2 separate regions of the Mus musculus genome follow, and region 2 is linked to region 1. A link is a contact called in public Hi-C data. All regions are on one chromosome and are shown on one strand. The core of a region is the stretch at or near the end of the contact, and the rest is flanking DNA. Distances in the headings are between cores, read along the strand shown. Region 1 has its middle 31 kb from the start of Gm31559. Region 2 has its middle 150 kb from the start of Gm39450.

Region 1 (7,684 bases), core at 3,792-6,291:
ATTTGAGCTCAAGTCCTCTGGAAGAGCAGCCAGTGCTCTTAACCACCAAGCCACATTTACAGCCCCCTAAATGACACTTTTTACACCAACATTCAATCATTGTTGTTGATATGAATAAATACAATTGATTCTCCATCTTTTCTCCTGCATTGTGACCCCACGAAGTTTACTCACTGTTTCTCATGCTCGAGTGGCAGTTTTACCGACTTTAGTTTCCTACATAAGTGGTCATGATGGCTTGCAACACAGAGACCATTTTAATATCTATCTGGGTTTCATTCGTTCTTTCTCCTCCTCCTCCCCTTCCCTGCTCTCCTTTCCCCACCCCACTGGCTCACATTTGCCTCACAACAAACCAAGTAGGCCGGAGCTGGCATCCTGCTCATTCCTGCTCCGAGAGCGAGAACATTTACTGTTTAGTGTCGTGAATGACGACACCACTTGTACATTTCTTCACAGACCTCTTTTATCAAGTTGAAGGATGCCTTTTGTATTCGGAGTCTGCTGTAGGTTGTTTTCAATAATGGATGTTGTTTGTTTCCCCAAGTATGTCTTGCTCTATTGAAATGAACATGTGTTTTTTTTTTTTTTTTTTCTTCTACACTTGAAATGATGGTGAATTACGTTCGAGTGTCAAATTGCTCTTGCGTTCCCAGGCTTAACTGTACTTAGTCATTGTAGACGAGCAAATAGTCCCCAGGAATGTCTGCCTTTGCTTCTGAGAGCAAGACCGTGTGTCTCTGAGAGTATCTTCAATTCCGTAATGTGCTCAAAGGCCTCACTCACAGGATTTATAGTCATACTTATAGGTCATTTAAAAAGAGTTTAAAAGTAGTTAAAACAACCAGAGGTAGACTCTCGTGGTGTCTACACCAGTCCTAAGCTCCCAGTGGCCCACTCACAGTGACATGCCAGAAAGTACTACTATCCCAGTGACAACATGTCTCACTACTCGTAGATTACTGCCAGTTAGGAAAGCCGTGGACACTTTCACAGCATATGGGCCACATTGCTAATTTTGGTCCCCACGTCTCCAAAGATTTATTATATAGACATATAACATATACATATTATACACAGTCACTTAACCAAAAGCCTCCACTCCAAGTCACAGGATCACACCCTTCGTCATGGCCCAGTGTCCCAGGGAAACAGACATAGTTTTTTCAGTCTGAATATTCTGAGGCTATAGTAACCGCGCTCTTCCAAGGAGCAGAGAGCGAAGGTCAGAAGCCTTCTCTTTGGGCAAGGAGAGATTCTTTTTTATGTAGCCATAACACATGTTATTTTCCCTTTAGTATGATAAATGCTTACTATCAATCGATCACAAAGGTATATCAGTAATTGTTTTTTCTTTGTAGGAGTTTCCCTAGCTTGGGTATTGGAATATGGTCAATGGCTTTATAAAGTGAGCATCTTCCAGTATTTAAGTTTCTGGAGAAAGTACAATGTACTTGCTATTTATTTTTGCTTTGAGATGTTTTAAGGACTTAGGCATTTTTTATTCCTAAGAAACTTTTTAACAACAAATTCCATTTTAAAAATAGATCCAGGGCTAGCTTCTAAATTATCTCATTCTGAAACGGGTTTGGGTAATTTACATCTTTTGTGGAATTTGTTCATTTAATCAAATGTTGAATATATTGTCATCAAGATGTTTATTATACTTTAGTGCTATGTACTAATTTAAATGAATTTTCATTCTACAGAATCTATATGGCAATTATACCTCTCATTCCAGAGATTAGTAAATTGTAGGTATTGTCATCTTTCCTAATCAAACTCTGGCTAAAATTTTATCAATTTTATGTTCCCAGTTGGTTAACTTAATTTACTCTAGTATTTTCCTCTCTCCTGCTTTTATTACCTCCCTCTTCTGTTTTCCTTGGATCAAATTCATTTTACTATGCCAGTGTCTTTGAGTAGAAGATGAGGTAATTGATTTGAGAACTGATTCTTTGCAGATACGGCCACAGGGCCCAATAAATGTCTTCCTAGCACCATCTTGATTGCATCCTCCAAATCTGGGGCTGTTTTGTTTTTATTTGACTCAATACAAAATATTTTTAGCTCCCCTTGTGATTTTTTTTGACTTGATCAGTTTGGAAATTTTCTGTTTCATTTTAAAATAGTTGAGGCGTTCCCAGAATCTTTGTATTATTAATTTGTAATTCAATTAGGCTTAATTGGTGGGCATACTGCATATGACTGGGTCTGTTCTGAATTTACTGAGGCCGTTTTCATTTACTGAGCCCGGAGTATAGCATGTTATGGTAAATACTTAATGTGTACTTGGCACTAAGCGAATTCTGTGCCATGGCTTTTCGAATGTCTGCTGCTTGCACTTTTCCCTGTCTTATCACTTATTAGGGGAGTATCTTTGCATTCCCCATGGAAAACTGGGAACTCATTAGTTTCTCCTTGTAATTTTGTCAGCTATTCTCAGCCGAGGTTTAAAAGTTTGGTCACTAGTTTTGTGAAAATCTAATATTTTAGGTTTTCTCTATTAGTTGGTTCTGTTTTCATTATGATTTTACTGTGTGTGTGTGTGTGTCCTTTAATTAGTTATTTGAGAATTTCATACATGCATACAATGTACTTTGAACATATTCACTTCCTACAAGTTGAGTGTTTGCATTTAAGCATTATATACTTTAATATATGTTCTTATAAAAAATGATTAAATTGAATGTTTAATGGGATTACTAACTGGCTCCTTTTAATTTCCAACCAAGAATCCATATCTCTTGGAGTTCATCCTAGGTTTTATGGATAGGAAGGAATTTATAGGGTAAAAGGAATTATTAGGAAGTTGTAGAAATAAAGGTTGACAGAAGTTTTGAGATATCCCAAATCGGAGGAGTCGCAGCAAAGCCATCTGCAGGTGCCTGCATAACCTGTGACACCAACCTGAGAAACTCCTTGTAGGGCGTTGGAGGGGACATGCAGCCCTGCCACCAGAAGACAATAGCCTTTCGTTTCCACCTGGAGTTAAAGGTCACGGAAGTGCCTCTAACGGGAAGAGTCTAATTAGATCACGCCGACAAGAAATAGTTTCCAGTGTTTATGCCTTGGCGGGATGTGGGAAAGCTCAGAAGAGAGTTACGGCTTTTAGGAATCAATGAACGGCACCCCTCTCCCAGGCCCAAGCTCCGCATGCAAGCACTGTGGGCATTCCCTGAGAGTAGATCCACCTGCCCATCATTTTAGGAGCTCATCCACTCATCCGTCCGTACACTTGCTCATTCTGCAAACACTGCATTACCATCCCATGCTTGCAGAATACTAGCATATGCAAAGTGTCAGGCCCTGTCGTCAAGTGCAGAAACACAACAAAAGGAGCCTGCGAGGCTCAGCGTGTAAGGGAGCTTGCAGAGCAGTCTGGGGGCCTGGATTCCATCCCTGGAGCTCACCCAGAAGAAGGAAACAACCAACCAGCAATTGCCTTCGGATCTCCACATGCGTGTCTCCTCACCAGATAAATACAATTTAAAACACTCCATAATTTAAGATGGTAAAGACGTATACAGCTGTTATATATTTAAGTAAACACTAAGATGTTGAGTCATTGGGATAACGTAGTTCTATAATCCCAGCCCTTGGAAGATGGAAGCAGGAGGATCAGGAGTTCAAGGCCACCCTCAGTTATATAGTGAGCCCAGGGCCTGCCTGGGCTACTTGAGACCATGTGTTAATAAAATAAAATAATTACGTGGAAAGAAACCTAAAGTATCACATATTCCATACAGCATTTCATTGCTGATTCTGTTCCTCTCCAGTCGAAGTTGCTGCACTGCAGTGGGATTTAGCCTTTGTAGAACACACAGCACACATCTCTGTTCGCAAGCATTTTAGACCTTGATTGACGGGACCGTGGGAATCATTTTGTGGCTAATTTTTGCATCTCTAGTCTTTAGCACAGTGACAGTTTCTTGTTTAATTTTCAGTGACTATTCTAGAACAACGCATGATAATTAAAGCCCTTAGCAGGATCTATCAGAGATTTTTACGTTAGAGAGCCCATGATCTATTGAGGAAGATTCATCAGCCAGTGGTATAACACAATGAATTTCATGGTATAATATGTACAGGCGATAACAAGGGGCAATCACATCCTGTAGGCTAGCTCTGGGGAAGGCTCCTGAGGAGCAGAGATAGCGGGAATGCACCTTGAAGGGTCAAGGAGAATTTACCCAGAGATGGGAGTGGAGGACACAGCCAGCTGCAGAAACAGACTTTAAATATAGACAGAGCGCTCAAAGACAACCAGTGCGTGTCAGAGAGCGCCTAGCCCTGGAGTGGTGGAGCCAGAGCCAGAAGAGAAACCTGGGCAGGAAATCTGAGCCAAACTGGAAAGTTTGATATGCTGTGCTAAGAAGGTTGAGTTTTGTTCCTTCTTGGTGGCTTTAAGCAGAGAAATGACAGGATCTGTATTTCTAAAATGCCAGTGGCCGTATACAAAACTGGATTCTCAAGGAAGCAAGTGAGTAGGGGCCACTTGCAAATGCAATGTGCTGAGATAATGGGGAAGTGAGGGGGGGGGTTGTGCTGAAGGAGAGGGAGGGAGGGAGGGATGGAGGGAAGGAGGCAGGGAGGGAGGGAAGGGAGGGAGGGAGGACCACACATCCCTGAGGAACCTTCTAGGTAGGCACAGATAGAATGGGGAGGCAGACTGGAGAGTCTCTGTACACTCACAGTATCAACTCCTTCTTGCAGTTTGGAGTTTGTTTAATTGTTTGTATAATCCAAGGTGGCCTTGAATGTTCATTTATCATTTTTTAAAGGAGAAGCATATGTCTGTCTTTGAATTTGGGACTCTCATTAATCAGTGGAACCATCCCTGCGCGTTCCCTGACTTCTGTCTATGGTCTTTATGGGCGCTCAGACCCCTGCGCTCTCATCACTGAGGAGAACGGCCATTGACTGTCTTCTCAGAGCTCATCTGAATTAACTTTATATCCCTTTGTAAAGGATGAGGCCAGGGTAGAGAAGCAGCCGAGAGGCGGCCTGAGAGGCAGGTCCTCATTGGCTCCTTGTTCTTCCAAGTGAGCAATTTGCCTCTTTAGAGACTCCCAGGCATGAGTCAGAGCTCTTCCCGAATCACAGTTCTCAAGAGAATGTTTCCACATGACCAAAACACAAAACAAACAAAAAGCAAAACAACAAAAGCAACAACAACAACAACAAAAACCTAGAAACAAAAAAGCAAAACCAAAACCTAAAAAATCCAAACCCGAAACAAGAAGCTCAGCAGAGGAGAAACGAACAAACTTCTGTGACAGGAGAGGAAGGGCCAGCAAAACTGTGGTCTTTGACAGCATTTGTGAGCATAGGTCACACAGCGCCACATAAAGCTAGACATAGATGTGTCTGGGAAGAGAGAATCTCGACTGGGGAATTTCTTCCATCACGTGAGTCTGTCTACAGCGCCTTTTATCACTTAGTACTTGTGGTGGCACACGCCTTTAATCCCAGCACTTGGGAGGCAGAGGCAGGCGGATTTCTGAGTTCAAGGTCAGCCTGGTCTACAAAGTGAGTTCCAGGACAGCCAGAGCTACACAGAGAAACTCTGTCTCGAAAATCAAAAACAAAAACAAAACAAAACAACAACAACAAAATCACTTAGTACTTGATGCAAGCGGTCCCAGCTGAGCGTGGGTACAGGACTCCTAGGCAGGTAGACCTGGCCTGTATAAGAAAGATAGCTAAGCATAGGGGAGGCCTGCCAGGGAGCGCTCCTCCATGGTCTCTGCTTCAGTTCCTGCCTCTAGCTCCTGCCTTGACTTCCCTCAGTGACAGACAAAGACTGAAAGCAGAAGATGAAATAAACCATTTCATCCCCAGATTGTTTCCGGTCCCGGTGTTTTTGACAACAGCAGAAAAGCCAGCAAGGACAGCATCAGAACAACTGCTTAAAAATCAACAGAAACGGATCCTTACTTTCATCTCTACTTCTAAAATGCTATAAATTGAAATATGTAAACTTTAAATGTTTAAATAGCCCCGGTAAGATCACCCTATCATTTAAGTAGACAACTGTTGCTTCTTGCCCAACTAGAATTAAGAAGCTCCAAAAATTTCAGAGAGGCAAGAGTCTCTTTCTCCGGTACAAGAAAGAGACATTTAACTGTGGCCTTCCAGCATCTTCCCACTTTGGCTGCTTCTTTGGAAATAAAAATTTTATTCCCCTGATAATTTTGTGCCGAGTGGTGATTGTCAAGACATCGGCCAACAGGTGGCGCTGCAGGTCCGTGTCAACGTAATTACGAGGCGCCTCTGGTTTTGTATAGAAACAGAAAATCCACCTGTCCTCCACAGGAAATCACAGGGTCTCCTGGAATAGCCTAAAAGGCTTCCAATAAATATAAACCCCAAGGATTTATAGCACTTCTTACTGCTTGCCCAGAGTCCTGTGCTAGAGAAAGGACTACCCGAAAAGTTTGACACTTACAGCTGTTTAAATATATAGGAAAGGGGCAACGCGTAGAACTAAAAGTCAACGTTCCAGCCTGGGATTATATAGCATGATTTACAGATGTCGTGATGAAAACCAGGAAGGATGTTACAGACGTTGCAACCATTTGAGTCTCACTGTTCACCGGCCAGATCTGCAGTGCTGAGCTTGAACTTGCTACCCAGCCCAGAATAACCGTATATGCCCGATCCTCCAGACCCCAGTTCCCAAGTGCTAGGATTAAAGGCATGCAACACCGTGCCGGGTTCTAAGTGGTTCTGGAGCTCAAATCCAGGGCTTCTGATATGTTAAGCAAGTATTGTATCTGGTGAGCCACTTCACCAGCCTGCAGAACTGCGGTTCGTAATCAGAGACGAACGGTCCTATTTGATAGTATTCTTAACTATAGTTGAACGCAAGCAAGCTGCCGTTGTTGTAAAAGGAGAAACCAAGATCCAGCAATGGGCAATGCCAAGACTGTTGAGTAGTAGGTCCTAAATCCTAGAGGTCTGGCTCAAACTTAGCTCAGAGATCTGCTTGTCTATGCCTCGTCAGCCCTGGGATTATGAGCGAGTGCCACCATGAACAGCCATTTTTATGTGGGGTGTGAAGATTGAACTCGGGTCCTCCTGCTTGCAAGGCAAATGCTTTCCTGACAGAGCTATCATCTCTCCCGCTGGAGAAACACCTTCTTCCGACACACCCTTTACTTCCTGGACAAGTCACACTACAGAGAACTCCTCTAGAGTTTCTTTGTTCAAGAACAGCCTTTGAAGAGGCGGCTGTTTAAGGCTTCAGCCCACAGAAGAACGGAGGGATAGGCTGAGCTGTAGTGGGGGAAGGGAGGCCAATGCTGTTTCTTCCTGTTGGTCACAGAGGAGGGAGCAGTTTTACACATTCCTGTGGCCCTGACTTCTGAAAGGACTTCTTCAGAGACTGCAACTTGTCCAGATGCACAAAGACCATCTTCACTTGGTCTGGTTTCTAAATTGCTCTTGGTGGGAATGTCTTCCGCAGCTGCTCGAGAAGGCTGAGCCAGCTGAAGACCAGGAGGGAGTGGCTCTTCAGTCATTATCTTCCTTCCAGAAAAAGCGATTTAGGGAATCCTTTAACAATAGAAAACTGGGCAGTTGTGCACAATTCAGTGCTTGGAGGGAGAGGCACAAGTTCAAGGTCACCACTGGCTGCACACAGTTCATAAAATCTACTCCTACCCCAAATCCCCCCAAA
Region 2 (6,932 bases), core at 1,204-3,703, 1.1 Mb after region 1:
AGCCAGCCTCAAGCATCTTCCTAATGAATGCCAAACCTCAGTACTCAGGAATTTGCATCCATCTTCAGTCCAAAGCCAAGTCCCTGAGCAGCCCAGAACCCACACCCTTAGCTGTAGCTCTCCACCTGCCAGCTTGAAATCAACGAACACTACAGAATGCCTTGCTCAAAATTAAAAGACCTTGCATTTATTATTTTTGTTAATTCATGTAGAAATCTAGCATACTGCCCAAAACTGAATCTAACACCTCTGTATGACAACACCCTTGAGTGATAGTCTGTCTCTGTCTCCCTCTCTTTACACATACACATACACACACACACACACACACACACACACACACATACAGAGAGAGAGAGAGAGAGAGAGAGAGAGAGAGAGAGAGAGATCAAGCAAGGCTTGAAGTCATTATGAGGCTGATGGTGTCTATGAACTTCTGAATTCCAGATCCTCCTGACTCTACCTCCATGGTGCCACGGTTGCATGAACGCACTGCCGTGCTGGATTTAGATTCCCCTTTTTTATGAATTCATAAATTGTCCATGGCTCAAATTTAACCTAGAAATTGGTGTCAGAAATATAACACTCTACAGTGTCAGGTGTTCACCACTCTACAGTGTCATGTGTACACCACTCTATAGTGTCAGGTGTATACTAGTCTACAGTGTCAGGTGTTCACCACTCTACAGTGTCAGGTGTTCACCACTCTACAGTGTCAGGTGTTCACCACTCTATAGTGTCAGGTGTATACTAGTCTACAGTGTCAGGTGTTCACCACTCTATAGTGTCAGGTGTATACTAGTCTACAGTGACAGGTGTTTACCACTCTACAGTGTCAGGTGGACACAACTCTACAGTATGAGGTATACAGCACTTTACAGTGTCAGGTGGACACAACTCTACAGTGCCAAAACTTCAGAGTGTCAGTGTATAACCCCTTACATGGTTCTCCTTAGAACCATGCCATATTTTTCTATGTCATTAGCAACTCTTTGATCATTTAAATAACATCATCTTCCTAATATTGAACTTTTCAAATTTTGCAAAATTATACTGCTGTAAATAATTCTATATTTTAACATTTATGTATGAATCATTTTCTGATCTAAATTATACCCATCCTTACACATAATTTTTGCAATAAGAATAACACCATTTTTGCTACCTCATAAGACTGAATTTTACTTATTACTTAAAAAGAACATTTTATAAATAGCTGCTTACACCAGCAAACAAGGGAAGACACTAGTAATGTATTGAATTATGTGATGAGAACCTGTTTCTCTCAACTCCCTGAAAACCAAATTGCATTCACTAAAATCTTTTCTGTAGGTGTGCGTGTGCACATGTTTTTGTACTCATGGAGGCTATGCTTGTGGGTGGGTGTTCACATGTGTAAGTCTGAGGTCATCCACAGCTATCAGTCCTCAAGAACTTTCCACCCTGTTTTCTGAGCCATAGTCTCTTAGTAGTATATAGAGCTTGTTGACTTAGCTAGGCCTACAGGCTCAGAGGACTCGGGATCCGCCCATCTCCACTTCTGCATCCTGAGATTATAAGCACATACCGCCACACTGGGGATTTTATGTGCACTCTGCGGCTCAATCTTAGATTTGTGTGCTCATATCCTGAGCCCTCCCACCAGGCCTTCAATGTAAATTCTTCCAAGATAGGGTCTTTTCCTTGGTTTAGGGCCATGTACTGATAATCTAATAGCCCATCTGTTTTGCTTCAGCTTTCCACAAGGAATTTTTCCCATGCTCTTAGCCAATGCACTGCCAAGAATAGGTCTCTCTCTATTCTCCCTCCTCATCTTACTTTGCACAGTATAAACACACGCAGCGTTGTCTTTTCCAAACCCACAATGTATGTTCTCCTTTTTAGGTGCTACTTGGTTGTTCAGCTTTGTGGAACCTGTGGAAACCCTGACAACTTTTTCCTTTCCTTGTGATGTTTTCCCCTCGGTGTCCTTTATTCTAGCATGTCCTAGGATATTGTCTTCTACTATATCCTCAACTAAACATGCATAATTTTCATATACAGATGGATGGCTTGAGAGAAACAAGCCATTGTGTATTTCTAGCCAGACATGCTTTTAAATGAAAACATAAAAGCATTTTAAAAAGTAGTTTTGCTGGCCATCTCTACAAATTCACCCCACAGAAACTAACTTATTTAGTGTGCATATGTGCTGTATGCTCTCAAGTCTGTGAGTTCGAATTCTACGCATCCAAGGAAGCCATGGACCACTATTGGGTACCCTTTTTCTATCGCTCTTTGCCTGATCCAACTGAGAGAAGGTCTTTCGCTGACTCTGGAGCTCAGCTAAAAGCCACAAGCCACAGTGATCCGTCTGTCTCAACCTCCACAGAACTAAGGGTATAAGCAGGGGCAGGGCGATATGCTTGCTCTTTAGATGTGTTCCAGGCATGAACTCATTTCCTTGTGCTTGTGCAACAAGCATTCTTACCTGCTGAGTCATCTCCCTTGCTGCTGAAATGCACTTTGGAGCTTGACCTATATCCTGAGAACTGTCTTTTCCTAGAAATGTATTCAGCTACATCCAGAGATCTATCATCCATTCCTAACACACTACCAGCCTCACTGTAAGTACTTAAAATGTGTATTTCACGGACATCTATCTACTGCATTAGATCAAGATCTCTTAAGATTCCATGATTCAGTGGAGACTACATTCACATCTTTCATCCAGTCAGTGTTCCAGTACCTACTTAGTCATGCACTCAACAATGACTTAACTAAAAACTGCACTGCATTAAGAACCAAACAGCTCTAGAGCAGGGGGTGTCAACCTCTGGATTGTGACGCCTTTGGAGGTCAAATGACCCTTTCACAGAGGTCACATGTCATAAATCCTGCATATCAGATATTTATTTATTCACCACAGTAGCAAAGTTACAGTTATGAATAAGCAATGAAATAATTTTATGATTAGGGATCACCACAACATGAGGAAATTTATTAAAGGGTCATAGCACTAGGACCAATTTAGGTTGAGAACCACTGGTCTAGCGAGAATAAACATTCTTTGCCCTTAGGAACATTACTAACCATTAACCATAATGAGTAAACCAAAAAATGAATTAGATGCTAGGACAGAAGGAAGACAAGACCAGGAATCTAAACAAAAGGCACTTAATAAAGGCAGGCAGAACCTGCTCAGAGAAGGAGGAGCCATGTCAAGACACCAGTAGGAGACTCTTGGTGGATTCTTTTTGCTGGTTTTGTTTTGTTTTGGTCTTCTGTATCTATTCCAGGCTGGTCTTGAACCTGCTATGCATTGAGGATAACCCTGAACTTCTAGTCTTCCCCCGTTCACCTCTGGAAAACTGGGATCACATGCACCACCTGCTGTGATGGAGAGCAAACTCAGGGCTTTGTGCATATGAGGCAAGCCGTCTCCCAACTGATATCTACCCTTAGACACTCTTGGTGTACACGTGGGAGGCCCTTAGCTCCTTCTTTGATCAGAAAGGACTCCTTACTGTTGTGAATAAAGGGTAGTATTCTAAATCTGTGTGCTTTTCTTCACTTCCACAAGAGTATTTGACTATGACAATAAGCACTTTACCATGAGTAGAGGTAAGGCAGCAAGGGAGCCACTGTTCAAGAGATCTCTGTTTTAATCTATGGAGGACTCAACTGAGTTCAGAAACTGTCTTTTCCCCAATGCAATTTCTATCTATGTAGCTGTGAGAGAAGTCCTTGTCATTCTGCTTGTTTGCACATCTACGTGAGCAAATGTAATTTCCTTGAGCTGGTGCATGTTAACTGAATTGGTGAGAAAAGAAGGGAAGTAATTATTCCAACCTAAGTAGATAACAGGACAAAAGGAGCCTGGACCTAGTTGTTTGTCCTTTGGCCCACATTCTTCCCAGGAGTCAAGACTTATGCAACTGTTTGCCTTAGGTGAGGAAAGAAATGTTGTTCACACACACTTTATAGACAGATCTCTGGGTACAAGCATTTTCTCTTGATCAGGGACTGTAGAATGTAACAGTAGTTTTGCATACAGTCCTCTGTAAGTGTAGAGGATAACAAGCAATTACCAGAAAGAGCAGGAAAGTCAACAGAAATGAGATCTGACCTCCCTTCTTTGCTGCTCACTTTCAATACTCTCTTCCTATATTCACACAAGTCCTCATTTTACCAATATTAGTGGAATGCAGAACTTGTTCTGACTCTAGTCCCTGCAGAAGACATGTTGTGCAACTAGGAGCAAAGTGTGTGACCATCATTTTATCCAATCCTGTCTGGCATTCACTATCAGCGGTATTGAAGGTTCTAGATGGTATCCTGACATTCCATGGCCTCTTAGTTATTTTTCCAATGCTGTGATAACATTCTCAGACAGAAGCAACTTAAAGGACAAAGAGCTCTAACTGAGAGCTCCAGGCTAAAGGTCATCACAATGGGGAAATTGGAGCAGCAGGTGCTTCATAGAGCTGGCCACATTGCATCTCTGACAAGAAGCAGAGAGGGATATATTCTTGCATGTACTTGATCCACTTTATTTCATACACTCCAGGATATTCTGCCCAGAGAATAGCCTTCCCCACAATAAAGATAATCTATCTACCTCAATTAAGGTAATAAAGATACCCACATAGGTGTGGCCATGTCCAGGCGATTCTGCATTCTGTCAAGTAGATAACACTACCTACAACACAAAGGCATCCTCAGTAGACTAGATCCGTTAGTAAGGTTTGATTTGCACTCTTCAGTTTCCTCATGTAGCCATGTCTTCTGTCACCATTCTGGACTGTTCAATATGTCAACTAATGTCATTTAAGGATGTCCAACCTCTTCTGAAATCACCCACAGTTAATGCTGGTTGCCTACAACCAAGACCCCATCCACATAATGTCCCATGATTAATCCTCCTTTCCAATGACAATTTCCCTCCCTACTAGTAATGTATACGCTTCTCTTACTGTGTCCAGGTGGCTTTATGTCAATTGACTTCTTTACTCTGATGAAGTCCTTAAAAACAGCTATCCTCCATTTCATTTCCTATCTAACCTCAGTCTATAACACAGTTCCTGATTTGTACAGACACTTCCACAGGTATGTGAAAGTGAATGGGACCATTACAATCCCTTTATTGTTTTTCAGATAGGTAATTCACATCACCTTTTTAGGTTGAAATGGACATCCTCTTTCATACTATCCTGGGAGAGCTTCTGCTATTTGCTTAGAAGGTTTTTATTTCCTCTTTTCCTATTACCCTTAGTGCAAGCCGAGTCTTTGTTAAATGTGGGTTAGTCTCCAGTGACTAAACTACTGATGAACATGAGCACAGCTAATGAGCAGAACAGCCCTGACTAGATATCATGACCAGCCATTGAACAGCCCCCTCACCCTTTGTCCTCTCAAATAGCATTACAAGTGATATAGCAGTTCCAATTTTGCTCAGTAGGGTTTATGGTATCACTGTGGCCCACATAAAGTATTGTATCTAGTTGCCTGGTAGAAGCAAGAAGACCCTAGAGGGGTAAGATGGTTTTTATACTCAACTTTAGAGAAGTTATTGGACTGGTAAGACTATGTCACCACCACCATGGCTGTATCAGGGTGACTGCTGTATCCTACCTGTGATGTGCTGTCACATCTCAGCATGTCTGGGGTATAAAAGTCAATGTCTGCTTGTGGCATCCCTTCTTTGATGGTTAACACTGACTGTCAACCTGACAGGATCCAGATACACTGAAAAGACAAGCCCCTGGGCATGTCTGCAAAGGATTATCCACATTGGATTAACTGAGGTGGGAAGACTCATCCCAAGTGTGGGCAGACATTCCTACCCACTGTGGGCGGAGTTCTGGAGTGAATTAAAAGCGGAAAACTAGTTGAGCACAGGCTTTCATATCTCTCTGCTTCCTAATTGTGGATGCAACTGTGACCAGTTGCTTCACGTTCATGCTGCCATGACTTCCCTGCTATATATGGGCTGTGTCTCCTGAAATCAGAAGCCAAAACAAAGCCTTAACATCATCTGGTATCTCATTGTAGCAACCAGATAGAAACTTACATACATCCTTACACATTGGAATATCAACTCCCAGGATCTTCTCCCTAATCATTGGCCTACAGAAAGATGCTTCAGGTAGTCATGAAGTGAATGTGTGTCTTGCTGTGAGCCTCAGACGTCGGGAGTTTTAAGAAAGACAATTAACTTGTTACTTTTACATTCCTTTAGAGCTAAGGTTCTCTGCCTGGCCTGTTGAATGGTATTTGTCCAGGTGGCAGCATGGCAGCATCCTAGAAAGACAAGCTACAGCTAAAGGAGCAGGACTTGAGGGTCTGGGGAGATAGCTCAGTCAGTGAAGGGCATGTTGTGCAAGCATTAAGACCCGAGTTCAGATCCTCAGCACCCATTACAGAGCCAGATAAGGCAGCACACAGTTGAAATCTTAAGGCTGAGGAGAAAAACACAGGAGCATTCCTGGTGCTTGCTGGCCAGCAAGTTTACCAGAATAAGTGAATTCAAGATTAAATGAGAACCTATGTCTCAAAATCTAAGGTGTAAGGGGATCAACAAAGACAGAGATGTTGATCTCTGACCACTGTTTGTTCACACTCACACACACACACACACACACACACACACACACACACACACACACACACACACTAGTACATACACATGAATAGAAGACAGCAGAGATGCGTTTGTTTGACTGGTTTCACCTCCTTCCTGTGTGTCACTGAGTAAGTCGCAGCACTTCCTTCTACATCAGTTTTCTCTCTTCCCCAGTGGCTGCAGCACTGGCTGGAAATAAAGGCGCTTCTGTATAGCCAATAGTATACTCAATGAGTGGCCACTGAGGTGAATGTGGCCAACCTCATGGTGCTTGCTGTCAGACATTTTTATTTTCATCCCCCATTTTACTGAGGGGAAAACTGAGGCT

The links. Hi-C and Micro-C count contacts between places; a contact is called where the count stands out from the background.
Region 2: a contact with region 1 is called in a Hi-C map of uterus, with 2.4 times the contacts expected there. The contact joins two enhancer-like sites. A contact is called at or near these places in 7 of 484 Hi-C or Micro-C datasets (the N1E-115 cell line, adipose-derived mesenchymal stem cells, cortical neurons and 2 more).

What each region holds. Positions count from the first base shown.
Region 1 is chr9:116,420,205-116,427,888 of GRCm38.p6, forward strand. No RefSeq gene overlaps it. Among named protein-coding and RNA genes, the nearest start is that of Gm31559, 31 kb to the left of the region's middle. Within about 2 kb of position 5,042, at least 7 of the 459 cell types and tissues checked have an H3K27ac peak or open chromatin away from gene starts, as enhancers often do. A contact at or near this core is called in uterus, where this site is marked.
Region 2 is chr9:117,568,913-117,575,844 of GRCm38.p6, forward strand. It overlaps a transcript of Rbms3 not described here. Among named protein-coding and RNA genes, the nearest start is that of Gm39450, 150 kb to the right of the region's middle. Within about 2 kb of position 2,454, at least 50 of the 459 cell types and tissues checked have an H3K27ac peak or open chromatin away from gene starts, as enhancers often do. A contact at or near this core is called in uterus, where this site is marked.